2 separate regions of the Sus scrofa genome follow, and region 1 is linked to region 2. A link is a contact called in public HiChIP or PLAC-seq data. All regions are on one chromosome and are shown on one strand. The core of a region is the stretch at or near the end of the contact, and the rest is flanking DNA. Distances in the headings are between cores, read along the strand shown.

The links. HiChIP or PLAC-seq counts read pairs in DNA pulled down with a chosen protein or histone mark.
Region 1: a contact with region 2 is called in an H3K27ac HiChIP or PLAC-seq map of alveolar macrophages. The contact joins the promoter of NARFL here to the promoter of PIGQ in region 2. A contact is called at or near these places in 1 of 5 promoter capture datasets (liver), 3 of 47 Hi-C or Micro-C datasets (alveolar macrophages, blood and liver) and 1 of 2 datasets of contacts at active chromatin or transcription factors (alveolar macrophages).

The regions. Positions count from the first base shown.
Region 1 is chr3:41,038,704-41,046,135 of Sscrofa11.1, reverse strand. NARFL (cytosolic Fe-S cluster assembly factor NARFL) reads right to left here and starts at 3,464. Exons shown (of 11, transcript XM_013995763.2): 1 at 3,335-3,464; 2 at 2,316-2,411; 3 at 537-680; 4 at 99-231. The coding sequence starts at 3,400.
Region 2 is chr3:41,173,529-41,180,226 of Sscrofa11.1, reverse strand. It overlaps PIGQ (phosphatidylinositol N-acetylglucosaminyltransferase subunit Q), which reads left to right and starts at 2,774. Exons shown (of 10, transcript XM_021086906.1): 1 at 2,774-2,873; 2 at 6,692-6,698.

The DNA.
Region 1 (7,432 bases), core at 2,215-4,714, 130 kb after region 2:
TGGCTGGATTCCAGACGCGGGAAGCGCAGCAGCAGAATCCAGACGGCCTTCTCCTAGAAGGCCCGAGCCCCCGCCCACGCCCAACCTGGACCGCCTACCTATTCTTTTAAAGAACGCAGTGAGCTTCCTGGCAGTGTCTGTGGGGTTCAGCTGGAACCTCACAGCCAGTGACGCTTGGGACTGGGGTGAGACTGAGATGACAACCAGCCTCTGCTGACCAGGCGCTGCTGTCTGTGAAGCAAGGGACACGATGCTCGCTGCGTGTTCCGCACAGGCTCCCGGTGGGCCCGAGCTGGTGTGCCCAGGCCCTGACTGCGTCATGCATGCGGGATTCAGGGTTCAGGGCGAGCAGCTCGGTGTCGAGACACTGACAATGGTGACTCACGGAGGTTCCCACGGATGAGACCGGAATGTGCCAGGAGCCACCAGGTGACACAGGACAAGCAGCACCAAGATGAGCTGCCCTGACAACACGAGTGGGGCCGCTGGGCCGACGTGGGGTTAGAGCGGCATCCTCAAGACCACCCACGGCTCACCTTATTGGCGTCTAGAACCTTCCGCAGCTCCTCGTGGCTCTGCTGAGTGATGAGCACGGTCTCTGCCGAGGTGACACAGCCGCTGCACGCCAGGCAGTCATCCAGTGAGATCTTGGCCTTCTCCAGCTTCCTCGTCCCTCCGTCCTGGAAGCACGAGAAGCCGGGACCCCGAGGCCCCTCGGCGTGAGGACACGGAGCTCTCAGGGTGATGGGACCCACAGGAAACCCTTATCCTCTGGCTCACAGCACTGACAACCAACGTGCTAGGTGGCTGGCTTTACACGCCAGGAGTTATCGGAAAATATTTCTCACGGAAACACCGCTACACACTCTAGGTTTTCCCCGTGGCACCAAAGTCGAACCGGTACGGACGTGGCTGGCCCAGCCGATCGGATCAAAGAGGTGTGCTGCCCGTGAGGGGTGGGAGACAGGTGTTAAATCTGCAGAGGCAGCTGACACATCACAGAAGTCCTGATGGCTGTTGGTCCCCCAGCTGCACTCATGGGGCTGTGGGGACAAGGAAATGCCACCGGCCAGGCCCTCGAAGATGGAAGAGCAAAGCAAGAGTGCAGATGAAGGAAGAAAGGACAGAAGGACAGGAACGGGGCAGAGGGAGGCGACGGCGGGCGCCTGCGCCCCAGGCCCCAGCGCTGGCAGAGGAGAAGCAGCAGAGACAAGTGGGCCAGTCCGACTCCACAGACAGGCGCTCCCGCCGTGGCGCAGCGGAAACGAATCCAACTAGCATCCACGAGGACTCAGGTTCGATCCCTGGCCTCTGTCACTGGGTTAAGGATCCGGCGTTGCCGTGAGCTGGGGTGTGGGTCGCAGATGAGGCTGGGATTGGCGTTGCTGTGGCTCTGGTGGAGACCAGCAGCTGTAGCTCCAATTACACCCCTAGCCTGGGAAACTCCATATGCCTCGGGTGTGGCCATAAAAAGACAAAAGATTGCCAGGCAGTCCCCAGCCTCTTCGGAGATGCAGCTGATCCCAGCGGGGCCCCTTCATCCCCTCTGCCCACACAGAAGTGGTCTGGCCAGGTACGCTTCAGGACCCAGAAGGTGACCAGGGCGCTGAAGAGACCAGAACTCCCTTCCGGCCCAGCTCACTAGGCCTCACTTGGCCCCAAAGCTACCGTTTTCCAAGTCCAGGCAGCCTGAAGGCCAGGCTGTGATGCTCTGCTGACCAGGAGGCTGTTGTGCTTTCAGCTTCTCTCCCCTTTAAGCCCAGCAGCTCTGGGCTGCCCCTGGCTTGCTGCTGGGTCGCTCTCCTAGACCCGACGCGATGCGCCTGGATCTGGGAACGCGGGATCCCGCTGCCTGGCCCCACTGTGAGCCATCCTGTGTCCCCTCCCCTGCGTGGGGGCAGGGTGTCCCTGGGCCTGTGCGCCTGGCGCCTGCCATCCATAGACATTCTCGAGGGTCCAGATGGCACACAATCGGGGTACATGTCGGCACTGCTGACGTCTGAAAACCTTTAAAGGTGTGAGAGAACAGGTGGTCTGGACCCAGAGACCTCACACAGAGCTCGGAGAGAGAGAACGGGACACGGGGACATCTCTGCCAAAAGAGCTTCCTCTGCAGAACCAATCAAACTCTGTGTTCAGCCTCTGTGGCCCCCTCACCGCCCCAGGCTTCCCTCCCTGCTCTCCCAGACTCCCCAGCTGTCAGTGAATCCGATCAGTGAGAAAGAACTGTCCAGGTATGGGAGGCCCATGGTCCCTGTGCTTGTTGCTGGACAGAGCAGTGAGATGTGTGTCAGGTCAGCCGAGCTGGAACCTACCGCACTGACTTGGAAGTAATTCCCATCATCTTCGATGTAGATCTTGGCCCCGCTGCTTCCCAGCTTCTTATCCACCTTCACGGGCTTGATGCAGTCCTGTACCAGTAAGAGACCCCAAAGACCGGCCTGAGTGCACGGAGGCATGGGAAGAGGGCCGACCCGATGGCCACACCGCTGCCTGGGATGAAGGGTCTGCCCCAATTCCCGTCTTCCTGCTGCAGCCGCCGAATTAGCGCTATGGCTGCTTACCCTACTCCCACTGGTCCAGTCACCCTGCCTGCCGGGGTTCCTCGGCAGGTCACAGTAGATGGAGGAAGTGCGACGGGGGCCTGCATGCTAACCTGTGTGCAGACACCAACCCTGACCCTGACCCTTCCTCAGCAAAAACTCGATGCGTGGCACCGCCCAGAGGGCCACTGGCTGCTGAGAGCCAGCCAAGGGTGGGCAGGAATGCTCTGCTTGGACATCACCTGCCCGCCCAGTTCCCGGAAAAAGGCTCCCTTCTCTCCCCAACTCCTTGAGTTCTGTCTCTCTCATCACCGGGAGAACCTCACTGGCCTCACCTTCCAAAAGAGGGCCAGCCCCAGAGCGCCTTAGCAGGCCTGTCCGAGCTCCCCCCTGCCGCTGGTTGGAACCAGCCGCACCCGCTCCTCCTCCGGGGACTCATCGGCCCTCTGGAGGCCTGGTCCTGCGCGGCTGGTGGCATCGATAAGCGCGGACACCCTATGAGGGCGGCCGGCTATCAAGCGCAGCTGCCTTGTGCCTTTGGCGGCAAGCTCTAGCTTCCTCCCCGAAGGTGACACCGACGACCACCACCGCGGTGACTCCAGTGGGCCACCACCTCCGCCCTTGCAGTGTTCACACGCAAGAAACCGGCCAGAGAAGGTCAGCAGGGTCTTCCGGGCCCTGAGCTGGGTGGCACCGGCTGCTGTGCCCGCCCGGGAAAAGGACGCGATCGCCCCTGGGCTGTGCGGCCCCGCGACCCCGATGCCGAGCTCCCCGCTGCCCGGCCCGCCCACCTGAGACGGCGCGATGAAATCGTCCAGGTCCGTCAGCTGCACGGCCCCGCTGAAGGGCGACGCCATGGCGCCACACTGCCGTCGGGTCACCGCGCGCAGGCGTCGCCAAACGCTGCAAAAACGGCGAGGCGGTTCCGCCACGCTACCGGAAAGCGCCCGCCAGGCGCAAGCGCGAATGGCCTAGTGGCTGGGCGCCCGGTAGGCGCGCGCCCCCTGCTGGGGGGTCTGGGCATCTCACTCCGCGCCGGCGGAGGTGCTGCGCGGAAAAGGGGGGCCTCCGTCGCGGTTCCAGACTCACCTGCCAGGCAGGTGTGCAGCCCGCCCGCCCCCTCCTTCTCCGCCCTAGGATTTTGCAGAGGCAGCAGACTTGCTTTATTTGGTTCCGGACGCAGCCCAAGAACGTAGAAGAGCGCCTGCCACGCAGGAGTGCGCGACTTCGGTAGAGGAAAATGAGAATGACGCGGATGGGCCGTCTTTCTTTCCTTTTTTTTTTTTTTTTGTCTTTTGTTGTTGTTGCTATTTCTTGGGCCGCTCCCGCGGCATATGGAGGTTCCCAGGCTAGGGGTTGAATCGGAGCTGTAGCCACCGGCCTACGCCAGAGCCACAGCAACGCGGGATCCGAGCCGCGTCTGCAACCTAACCACAGCTCACGGCAACGCCAGATCCTTAACCCACTGAGCAAGGGCAGGGACCGAACCCACAACCTCATGGTTCCTAGTCGGATTCGTTAATCACTGCGCCACGACGGGAACTCCCCGTCTTTCTTTCCGATGCTGCAGCTGAGTGCAGAGCCTTGGGGTTCTAGGAGGGAGCTCGCGGTTATTTTGGAGACCAGCTTGAGAAAACTTCATTTCCCTGTGAGTTTTATGACACAGGTTCTGACACAGGACCTCTGCTGGCTAGACTCGGTATGTACTTTTTTTTTTTTTTTTGGTCTTTTTCTAGGGTGGCACCCGCGGCATATGGAGGTTCCCAGGCTAGGGGTCTAATCAGAGCTGTAACTGCTGGCCTATGCCGTGGCCACAGCAGCTTGGGATCTGAGCCGCGTCTGCGACCTACACCACAGGCGGCGGCAACACCAGATCCTTAACCCACCGAGCAAGGCTGGGAATCAAACCTGCAATCTCATGGTTCCTAGTCCGATTTGTTAACCACTGATCCACGATAGGAACTCCAACATTTAATGACCATTTTTTATGGGAGCTTTCCAGAAAACTCCAGTGGTCGATTCTGGCACAGCCCCAGGCCCTACGTGTACCCCGGCGTGACGCTGTCCTGGCAGGCTCAACCCCAGAATATTCGCTGAGCATAATGTCACGTTTGGGGAGGGGGGGGTCCCTCCCGGCCTGTGCTCTTCTTGGGGTTATTGTCCTGAGGTAGGCTTCACCTGGCAACTCCCAACCTGCCTGTGGGTTAACTGGGGTCCAGAGGCCTGAGGCACTGCCTCCTGGAGCACCTCCCAGGACAGGAAACTTCTTCTCGGTAGTGAGAGGAGCTTGCCCCAGGAGCTTCCAGGCCCCCGCATCCCCGACCCTAGCAGTGTCTGATGAAGGTCTGGGACATGATGCCTGAAACCTCAACAGTCTTGCTCGTAAACAGACAAAGTGCAAAATAAACTCAGCTTTGTTGAAACGCCCCGGAGGAAGTTTACAAGAAATGTGTGAGAAGAGTAAGTGCTGTTAGGGTCAGTTAGGCCGGGGTGACGGGTAGGGTTTATAGCAGAGGGACCTCTGGCTGAGGCTGGGGGACAAAGGCTGGTTCTTCTCATGCTGGAGGGAGGTTTGCTGTTTAGATGTGCAGGGCAGTTTCCATCTTTGCCCAGAGTCCGTGGAGCAAAGGTGGGGGCGAGTCGAAGATGGAAACAGGTCGAAGGCCCGTCCGCTGATGTGCTTAAAGGAACATGGCCCCACCCGGGCCACGGACGGCCACGCGGCTGCAGGAGGATGAAGCACTAACCCGCTGCAACCTAGACGGATCTCGACGCTGGGCTCAGGGAGGGAGCCAGACACAGCACCGTTCGTGTCACTCTGCTCTTGTGAAAAGTGGGAAACAGGCAAATCCGTGGGAAAGGAGAGTAGATCAGAGGCAACCGGGGCCTCGGGAAGAGGGTTTCAGTCTGGGGTGATGAAAACATTTTAGAGGAGTTCCCATTGTGGTGCAGCGTAAACGCAGCCGACGAGGAACCATGAGGTTGCAGCTTCAATCTCTGGCCTCGCTCAGTGGGTTGAGGATCCAGCGTTGCCGTGAGCTGTGGGGTAGGTCGCAGATGCAGCGTGAATTCCGCGTGGCTGCGGCATAGACTGTGGCTGCAGCTCCTTTTTGACCCCTAGCCTGGGAACCTCCATATGCCACGGGTGCGGCCGTCAAAAGACCAAAAAAAAGGAACCCACCGTGAATGTAACTCCTGCCACTGAGTCATATGCTTAAACATAGTTACAGTGGCAAACTTGGTTATGTGTATTATAACAAAATAATGCAGCACGTTATCACATTGCAAACTCAATAATGTGATATGTTAAAAACTCTTGAGTTGTGGACTTTCACTGGGCAAATTGTGTGGTGTGTGAATTTACTTGTTTTTGGCTCCACCCACAGCAAGTGGAAGTTGCTGGGCCGCTTCCTGGGAGTGAAGCTGCACGGCATTTCGGCCTGTGCTGCAGCTGGGGCGGCAACGCTGGATCCTCAACCTGCTGCACCACGAGGAAACTTCCGGTATGTGAATTTATGTCTCAGTAAAACTATTGGGGGAAAAAAAAAAAAAAACGAAGGGGACTGGAGCCTGCCACTCAGACTAGCCGCCCCAAGGCGACCCTCAGAGACTCAGGCGGTAAGTACACCCTGGTCTGCCCAGTTGCAGGCTGTCGTTCCACTGCCCTTGTGGGAGTGCCGGGGTAACTGCCAGAGCCAGTTTCTGGTTTAAAACCATCTCAGCAGGGGAAGTTCCCGTTGCGGCTCAGCCAGTATCCATGAGGACTCGGGGTCCACTGGCCTGGCTCAGTGGGTTAAGGATCCGGCTTTGCCGTGAGCTGTGCCGTAGGTTGCCGACGCAGCTTGGATTTGGATCTGGCGTTGCCGTGTCTGTGGCCTAGGCGGGCAGCTGCAGCTCTCATTCAGCTTGGGAACCTCCATGTGCCTCAGATGCGGCCTTAAAAAGACAAAAAGACGTCTGAGCAGGAGGTTTCTGACACACACACACACACACACTCCGCCCCAGCTGAGGGCAGGCCTTCTTCTGCCTGCTGTGGGTGGAGCCAGGAGCGGGGACTTCTCAGCCCCTTGAGGGTCTTTTAATGACTCACAGCCACGTCCCTAGAGACCTGGGCTCTTGTGCCAACCTCACACCTCACCGCCGCCACCTGCTCTCACGTTTTGCAGGTGGTTTCATCATTGTCCTTACCGGCCCATGCGCAGTGCAGAGTCTACACACACAGGGGACCGAGAGGGCCGGGGGAGGCCACGGCGCGGGGCCGAGGCCCGGAGGCCAGGCCGGTCAGCCCATGCAGCTGCCCTGACGCTGGGGCCGGTGGGCCCCCCTTTCTCTGAACTGGAGCAGGCACCCTCCCAGCCTCTGCTCTGGACGTGCCCACAGTGGACCATGCCCATTGCCCTCCGATGGGAGTAGGGGGGCTTTCTCCTGAGGTGTGACAAGCTGCTGGCCCTCCGGCAGCTTGGCCTGAGTGCCACCCTGTCAGGAGTCGGACCCCCTGTTGTCGTGCGGCTGCTGGAGCAGAACCGCGGCCGGAGGCTTAAAGCAGCAGAAGCGATTCTCATGTGGTTCTGGGGGCTGGAAGGCTGCAATTGCGGTGTGAGCACCCCCTCGCCCCCTCCAAGGGCTTCCTGCCTCCTCCAGCCTCTGGGGGCGCCAGGCGTCCCTGGGCTGGGCCAAGTCCCTGCGGGCTCCACGGTCCCGCGGCTCCTGTGTGTCTTCTTCCCTCTCTCATCCCATAAGGATGCAGCCTTGGATTTAGGGCTGCCCTGATCCAGAACGCTCTTCTCGGGAGAGCTGTAGCTTCATGACACCTGCAAAGACTCTTTTTCCAAGTGAGGTGCCTCCCTCTCAAAAAACATCTGAGGCTTCACCACGGAGTCTCCCGCAGG
Region 2 (6,698 bases), core at 1,525-4,024:
TGGGCCAGCCGGGCTGCGGCCAGTCGGATCAGGACCCACAGCCGCTCCATTAACCGCGCTGGGCGGCAGATAGCATCGCCGTGGCAGCCAGCGTGGGGGTGCGGGCGGCCAGGTGGGCAGTGCTGTGGGTCAGACACAGACCGACTCCCACCGTCCGGGTGTTCCTGGAGGAGCCACAGGAGTGGTGGGATGTGTCAGGATGTGTCTGGAGAATCCCCAGCTCCTGAGTCCGAGAGGCCCCCACGTGTCTCCTGCACCCCAGTTTCTCAGCACCCACTGGACAGACATAAGCCTGGCCCTGCTGGGGGTGCATGATCCCAGCTTCATAGGTGCAGAAACAAGGTCAGAGAGCCAGGAGCCAACCTGCCTAGTCTGTGGGGGCAGCAACATGGACCCCCGGGTGGTCCCCCGGCCGGCCCCTGGTGGGTGACCCAGCCAGCAGGTCAGGGGGCACAGCCTCTTCCCTGAAGTCCTGATCTTGTGGTCCTGCTGGGGGATGGTGGGTGGGGGTGCTGTCTCCTGAGGGAGGTTGCGGAGGCTCTGGGCCCCCTGGGGAGGGTTGGCAGGACCACCATGAGTGCGACCAGGTACGCGGGGCCGAATGAAGAATGTCCCAGAGGAGTTCCCGTCGTGGTGCAGTGGTTAACGAATCCGACTAGGAACCATGAGGTTGCGGGTTCGGTCCCTGCCCTTGCTCAGTGGGTTAACGATCTGGCGTTGCCGTGGGTTGCAAATGTGGCTCGGATCCCACGTTGCTGTGGCTCTGGCGTAGGTCGGTGGCTACAGCTCCCATTCGACCCCTAGCCTGGGAACCTCCATATGCCGTGGGAGCGGCCCAAGAAATAGCAAAAAGACAAAAAAAAAAAAAAAAAAAGAAGAAGAATGTCCCAGAGGCCAGCGCAGAGGCCCCAAGGCAGGCATGCAGCTGCACGGCAGAGCACCTGGAGGGGTGGACCGCGGAGTGATGGACAGGAGCTTCCGGGGGCGGGGACTCACAAGCCCCGCCCTTTCCTAGCCCCCTCCCACCCCCTCCGGCTGTAGTTTCTTACCACACAGGGTAACGCCCCGCAGGGGATCCTGGCCCCGGTCGGAGACGCTCTGTCCGGCTTGGGAGGCCCTGGAAAGACGGCTGTTTCACCGCCGGGGGCTGGAAGTCTCCGAGGGCGGCCTGGGGTAATGGGCAGGGGCTTAGGTTGGCCCCAGAAGGGTCACGTTCCCTGCCTGAACGTGGGCGGAGGAGCTTGAGAACCCCTGCTCATCTCTCCCCGCCCCGCTTCTGGATGCCCCTCGGTCCCCCGGGCCTCAGAGCCAAACCCACAGCAGTCTTCCTGGGCCGTGGGTCTCCCAGAATTTTGTTCGGGGGCCACGGCTGAGAGTCAGTGGTCCAGCTCCTCACTGCCCGAGCCTCCGTCTAAGGCCGCCGGCGCTGCCGGGAAGGGCGCGGGGACCGTGAGGCGCTTCTCGGCACCCGGTGGGGTGCTCTTTGTATTGCGCCCCAAACGTGGGTCCGTGCAGCACCAGCTCGGAGAGGCCCGGCCACCCACCCACCAGCTCTCCAGGCTCCTGGGCCTCCCCCGCCAGCGCACCCGCCTCCCAAACCTCGCACTGGACCTGCCTGGACCCCCACCCCACCCCCCGGCTGCTGGACGGATCCCGGTCCCCTCAGGGCGGTCAGGGGGGCCCCGGGGTCTGCACTGCTCTCCAGATGACCTGCTCTTCCTGACGGCGCAAACGCACCCTGTGTCCACGTGCTGGACCTCGAGGGACGCTCCTGCTGCCACCTGTCCTGCCATGTGCTGGGGGCTGGGGCCTCCGTGCCAGACCATGTGGCTGTGACAGCCGCTGGGCTCGTGGTGGTCAGTGATCTCGCTCGTGGGGCTGTCCGCGTGCTGCAGCCTACTGCCCGAGCCCCTCACAGCCGCTGGGCGACAGTGGGCACCTTCTGGGCCCCCCCAGGAGCTGGCTGTGGATGATTTTGGCCACCTCTTGGTGACAGACTACATTCTTGGGGTGGGGCACAGCTTAACACTGGACCCTGCCCTGGAGCCGCTGGCCCCCACCTCCATGTTGGGCCTGGGGGGGGGGTCCCTGCTCAGTGAAGAGTTTGGGGACATGCAGTTGTTTGTCAGTGCCCGCCAGCCCCTGGGCTCCCTGGGGGACCTGAGTGGGCTCCACTTTGGCAGCCTGGTGGGCGTGGGCACCCATGCAGCAGCAGTGTCACTGTGGCAGACGAGCAGAGGTGCTGGTGATCCTGTTTTCCTGGGCCTGGGTGTCCCTCTGGCTGGTGTCCGAGGGACTGGGGGGCCCCTGGGTGTGGCCTGTGCCCCCCCCCCCGAGGATGGCTGCCTCAGAGCGTACCTGCACTGCTTGGAGCTGGCCTGACCAGGCGGGCTTGGACGGGGGTAGCCCCTGACCGTGCGTGCTCCAGCCAGGACCACGGTGGGGGAAAGTTCAGGGTAGGCGGGTGCTGGCCATGCCTTCCTGACCCTGCACGTTTGCTGACCCTCCTGAGCGCTGCTGTGCCGAGCCCTGCACTGGCCCCTGTCCTCCTCTGGGCGAGGATTCAGTCCTGCTCGGCAGCCGGGATCACCTGCCTCCCAGCCCCCAGGGCCCAGGAGGCCTGCCCTTCGGGGCCAGCAGCTGAAGCCTGGGGATCTCTGGAGAGTTGGGCCAGCTGCCAGCCCTCCCCCAGGCAGGATCTCCCGCTGGCGCCGCAGCCCCTGCCTCCTAATCAGACAGAAGCCGGCGGGGAGGGTGTGGCTGGGCTGGGCTCATCAGGGCAGTCTGGGAAGGGGCGCGGCCCCTCACAGTCCCCCATTTTCAGAGGCGCCCCAGGTTCTGAGCCTCCTGCAGCTTCTCTGGCCTCAGCCGAGGTAAGGGGGGGCAGAAGAGGGGCTGCCCTGGAGGCGCCCTGGGCTGTCACGTGGCTGAGCTGTGAACCTCCAGGCTCCTGGGCGTCTTCTCCCACAGGAGGCTGTCTGAGCCGTCGTTTCCTCCTCCGCAAACGAGGCTGCAAGGGCATGGGGACAGTTCTTGTGAGGACAGACTCCTGCTGCTGAAAAACAGCAGGAACAGGAGGCCCGGAGGGGCGGGCAGGTGCGGGGTTACTCTGAGTCTGGGGCCCAGCCTTGCTCCCAGTTCCAGTGAGGGGGTCTTCAGGGGGAGGGGACAGTGCCTAGTCCTGCCCGGGCGGCTGGTGAGGGATGCTTCTGCCTCTCACAAGGACTGTGGTTTAGGGGTCTGTGGTTTGGGCCATTGCCTGACAAGGTCCCGCCTATATGTTCCGGCTCTGCGGAGGTGGCGGTGGGTTAGCGGGTCAGTGTGGAAAGTTCTGTTGCCGGTTCTCAGTAAACATTAGTTGCTGCTGCTGGTGTTGGGGGTATTTTTCCCTGGAGCAGGAGGGGCCATCAGATCGGATGGCTTCAGCCTCTGGGCTGGCCCTCCAAGCTCACGTGGCCCCTGCAGGAACCAGGATGCTGGGAGAGGGGAGCCGGGAGATCCCACCCAGGACTTGGGGTCCTTTCACCTGGATGGTGGGGGGCAAGGAGAGGGCGGGGATCCTCATTTGTCAGGTCTAATGGGTCCCCAGACGAGGAAACTCGGGATGGGAGAGAGGTTTGGTGGCTGCGGCAAGGTGGATGACTGGAAGGCAGGGGTGTTGGGGACACTGTGGGTAGGCTGGAGGTGGGACAAGGGCTTTGTGCACAGAGCGTGAGGAGGACCAAGGTGCGCGGCGTGGGTCGGGCAGACGGGGACGCTATGGCAACAAGGGAGTCATTCTGGCCACACTGGCTCGAGGGTCCGGAACGTTGCATGCGGGGAACGCTTGTGCGTGAGGCCGGCGGGCAGCCCGGGCACATTTGGGGACGGACCGTAGCGCGGCAACGCCGGGAGCGGGCGGAAATGGGGCTCCTGTCCCGCGGCACGGCCGCGGCGGGGCTGGGGGCCGTGAGCGCCGTCGTCCGCCCGGGCCCACCCGTCGTTGTCCCCAACCCCATCCCGACCCTGCCGCCCGAGGGGGCGGCCCCGGGGAGCAGCCGGTGAGCACTCAGGGGGCGGGCCAGCGTCCTGCGGCGCGACCTTGGGGAGCTGCCCCCGCCGGCCTGTGGTCCCGACTCCCGCCGCGCCGCCCGACAGACCCGGGAGCCCGAGGGTCTCCGGAGCCGCGCTGGCCTCCTGCTTCTCGGAGCTTCTGTTTCCTCATTTGTAAAATAGGGACGCTGCCGGCCAGGGCGGGCTTGAGACTTGGGAGGGCGGTGAGGCCCCGCCGGGTCCTCCTGGGGCCCGTCCGCCAAGCCCCGCGTTTGCGGCGGGGCGGCGTGGGTGCCCTGGCGAGGAATCTGGTCCCGGCCCTGTGGGGTGAAGGGAGGCCAGCCGGGTCCCTCTGGCCCAACCTGGTTCCCGCTGTGGACTCTTTGGAAGGGCATTCAGGGTCATTGGAACCGGCTGTCAGCACTTTACAGCTGTCCCTGACTGCAGTAAAGGGCAAAACCCAGAGCCCTAGATTCGTGTCTCTTCTTCTGAAATGAGAGAAGAAAAGCACTGTTTACTGAACGCTTGTTGTGTTCTAAACACAAACACATAGAGTAAGAACGGATCTTGTGAGCTCTTGAGGAGCGCGAGTCTCCACAGGGGAGGGCTAGAGACGTCCCTGGCTGGTTGTAACTGGGCTTTTGCCCTGGATCCACTCGCGCAGAGGTGGGAGGCCTTCAGCCTCATGAGGTAGGCTACTGAGTTGAGCTTGCCAGGCGCCGGGCATGCCCGCATTGGCCTTCCCCAACGGATCTGGAACGGGCCGGGTCCCAGAGGACAGACCGTCATTCTTAACAGAGGCAGCTTTCCCAGGCTTGTGCACAGTCTTTAAAGATGTTCGAGGCGCGGGGTTGCTGCCTGCTCCCTCCCGTCTGCACCTCTGCTATCGATTGCCTGCTCTTTCATCTTTTCCTGGCGGTCTGATCTGAGAGCCTTCTTTGTGCTGGTCCCGCCCAGAGGCTGAGGCGGGGTGGGGATGGAAGCTTGCCCCATGATTTAAGAGAAGAGCGCTCTCTCTGCCCCACGGACGGGAACACCACCCTTTGCTCTCTGCTCTTCCCTAGACAAGAGGAGCTTTTTTTGGGAAAAGTTTGTAGATGAAGCATAAAACACACAAAGAAAGTGCACCTACAGGTACAGCTCAATGAATTTTCTGAAAGTGAACTCAGTGTGTAGCCCACTTCCCCCAGAGCCCCTGCTCGCTCTTTTGCCCGTGGCCTGCAGCAGCTTGATGTGATCTCAGTTCCCAGGCCGGGAACAGAACCCAGGCCGCAGCAGTGAAAGCTCCAGGTCTTCACCGCTAGACCCCAGGGAACTCCCTCCCACCAGTTGTGTTCAGTTTCTGACATCGGCTACGGGCAGTTTTCCTTAGGTCCTGTGAAAGGAGTCCCAGGCAGGGTGTGATGCTGTCATTTGGCTGAGCTGGTGTGTCCGATGGGCTGGTGCTGAGAGGCTTGGACCAGGCTGGCTGGTCCCCCAGGTGGTCACCCAACCAGATGTGCCAGGACCCTAAGGCAGAACGGCTCTGTCCTCACAGTGCCCCTCAGAAGGGTCAGGAAGGCCAGCTGGTCCTTGCTGATGGCCACAGAGACTTTCTCCTGGAGACACTCGCGTGGCTGGCCCTCTCTGGTCTCTGGGCAGAGGGGCATTTGGAAGCCTGGCTGCTGGTTGACTCAGGGGACCCTTTCCATTCAGAACCCACAGGTGGGAGAGGCCTCCCCCTTCAGCTGTGCCCTGACTACCTGGCGGGAGGAAAGCAGCTGCACCTGTTGCCCCTCCCAGACTGCTCTAACCCTCAGGAAAGGCATGTCCTCAACATGTGTGTCCTACTCTGTCCCCTGTTCCCCAAGGCTAGTTGGAGGTCCTGTAAGGCTGGGAAGGCTGGCGTCCCCTCTGCTGTTCCCCTGGTGGGAGAACTTCTAGACCCCTCCTTGGTCAGGGGAGTGGGTCCTAGAGGAGGGCGGGGCTCCAGGGAGGGGGGGCAGAGCTGAGTGCTGGAGGCTCCAGTGGTCTGGTGGTCGTAGAGAAAACCCTAGGCAGCTGGCCTGTGCCCTGGGCGCTGAGGCTCCCCGGGGGAGGGTGCGGGCTCCCTGGGGCATCAGGCCTGCCCCCAGGCATCTTCTGGGCCCGCCTGTGCCAGAGCCAGCTGCCAGTGCCGGTGCCCTGCCTCATTTCCTTCAGCTCAGCAGCCATTTAATTTTTCGTCTTTGTTCTCGCTAACTTAGAAAATCAAGGTTTGTTAGATTTTTAATTTACATTAGTTGTTCATGAGATCGTACGTTTTTCTATGTGTATGCAAAGAACTGTCATCAGGTCCTTAAAAACAAAAATTGCACCCTTGTGCCCAGCTCTGTGCAGTGCCCCCCCCCAGCTTGCTCGGCTCTGAAGGGGGACGTGTGCCCCTGCCTCAGGGTGGGGTGGGAGCAGCCTGGGCCGAAGACGGACAGCCGGGCCTCCCCACCAGCCTTGTGACCAGACCCAAAGCTGGGTCACCCCGACCTGTGGGCCCAGCGGCCAGTGGATGTGTCTGTCAGGGCCGACTGGGCCACATGTGGGCCAGGGCCCACAGGTCGGGCGCTGCCAGCCAGCCCGTGGTGCTTGCGGCACAGTGGCGGCGGCGGCGGCAGCTCTGAGCGGAGCCCTCCCCCCTCTCTTCCAGCGTCCCC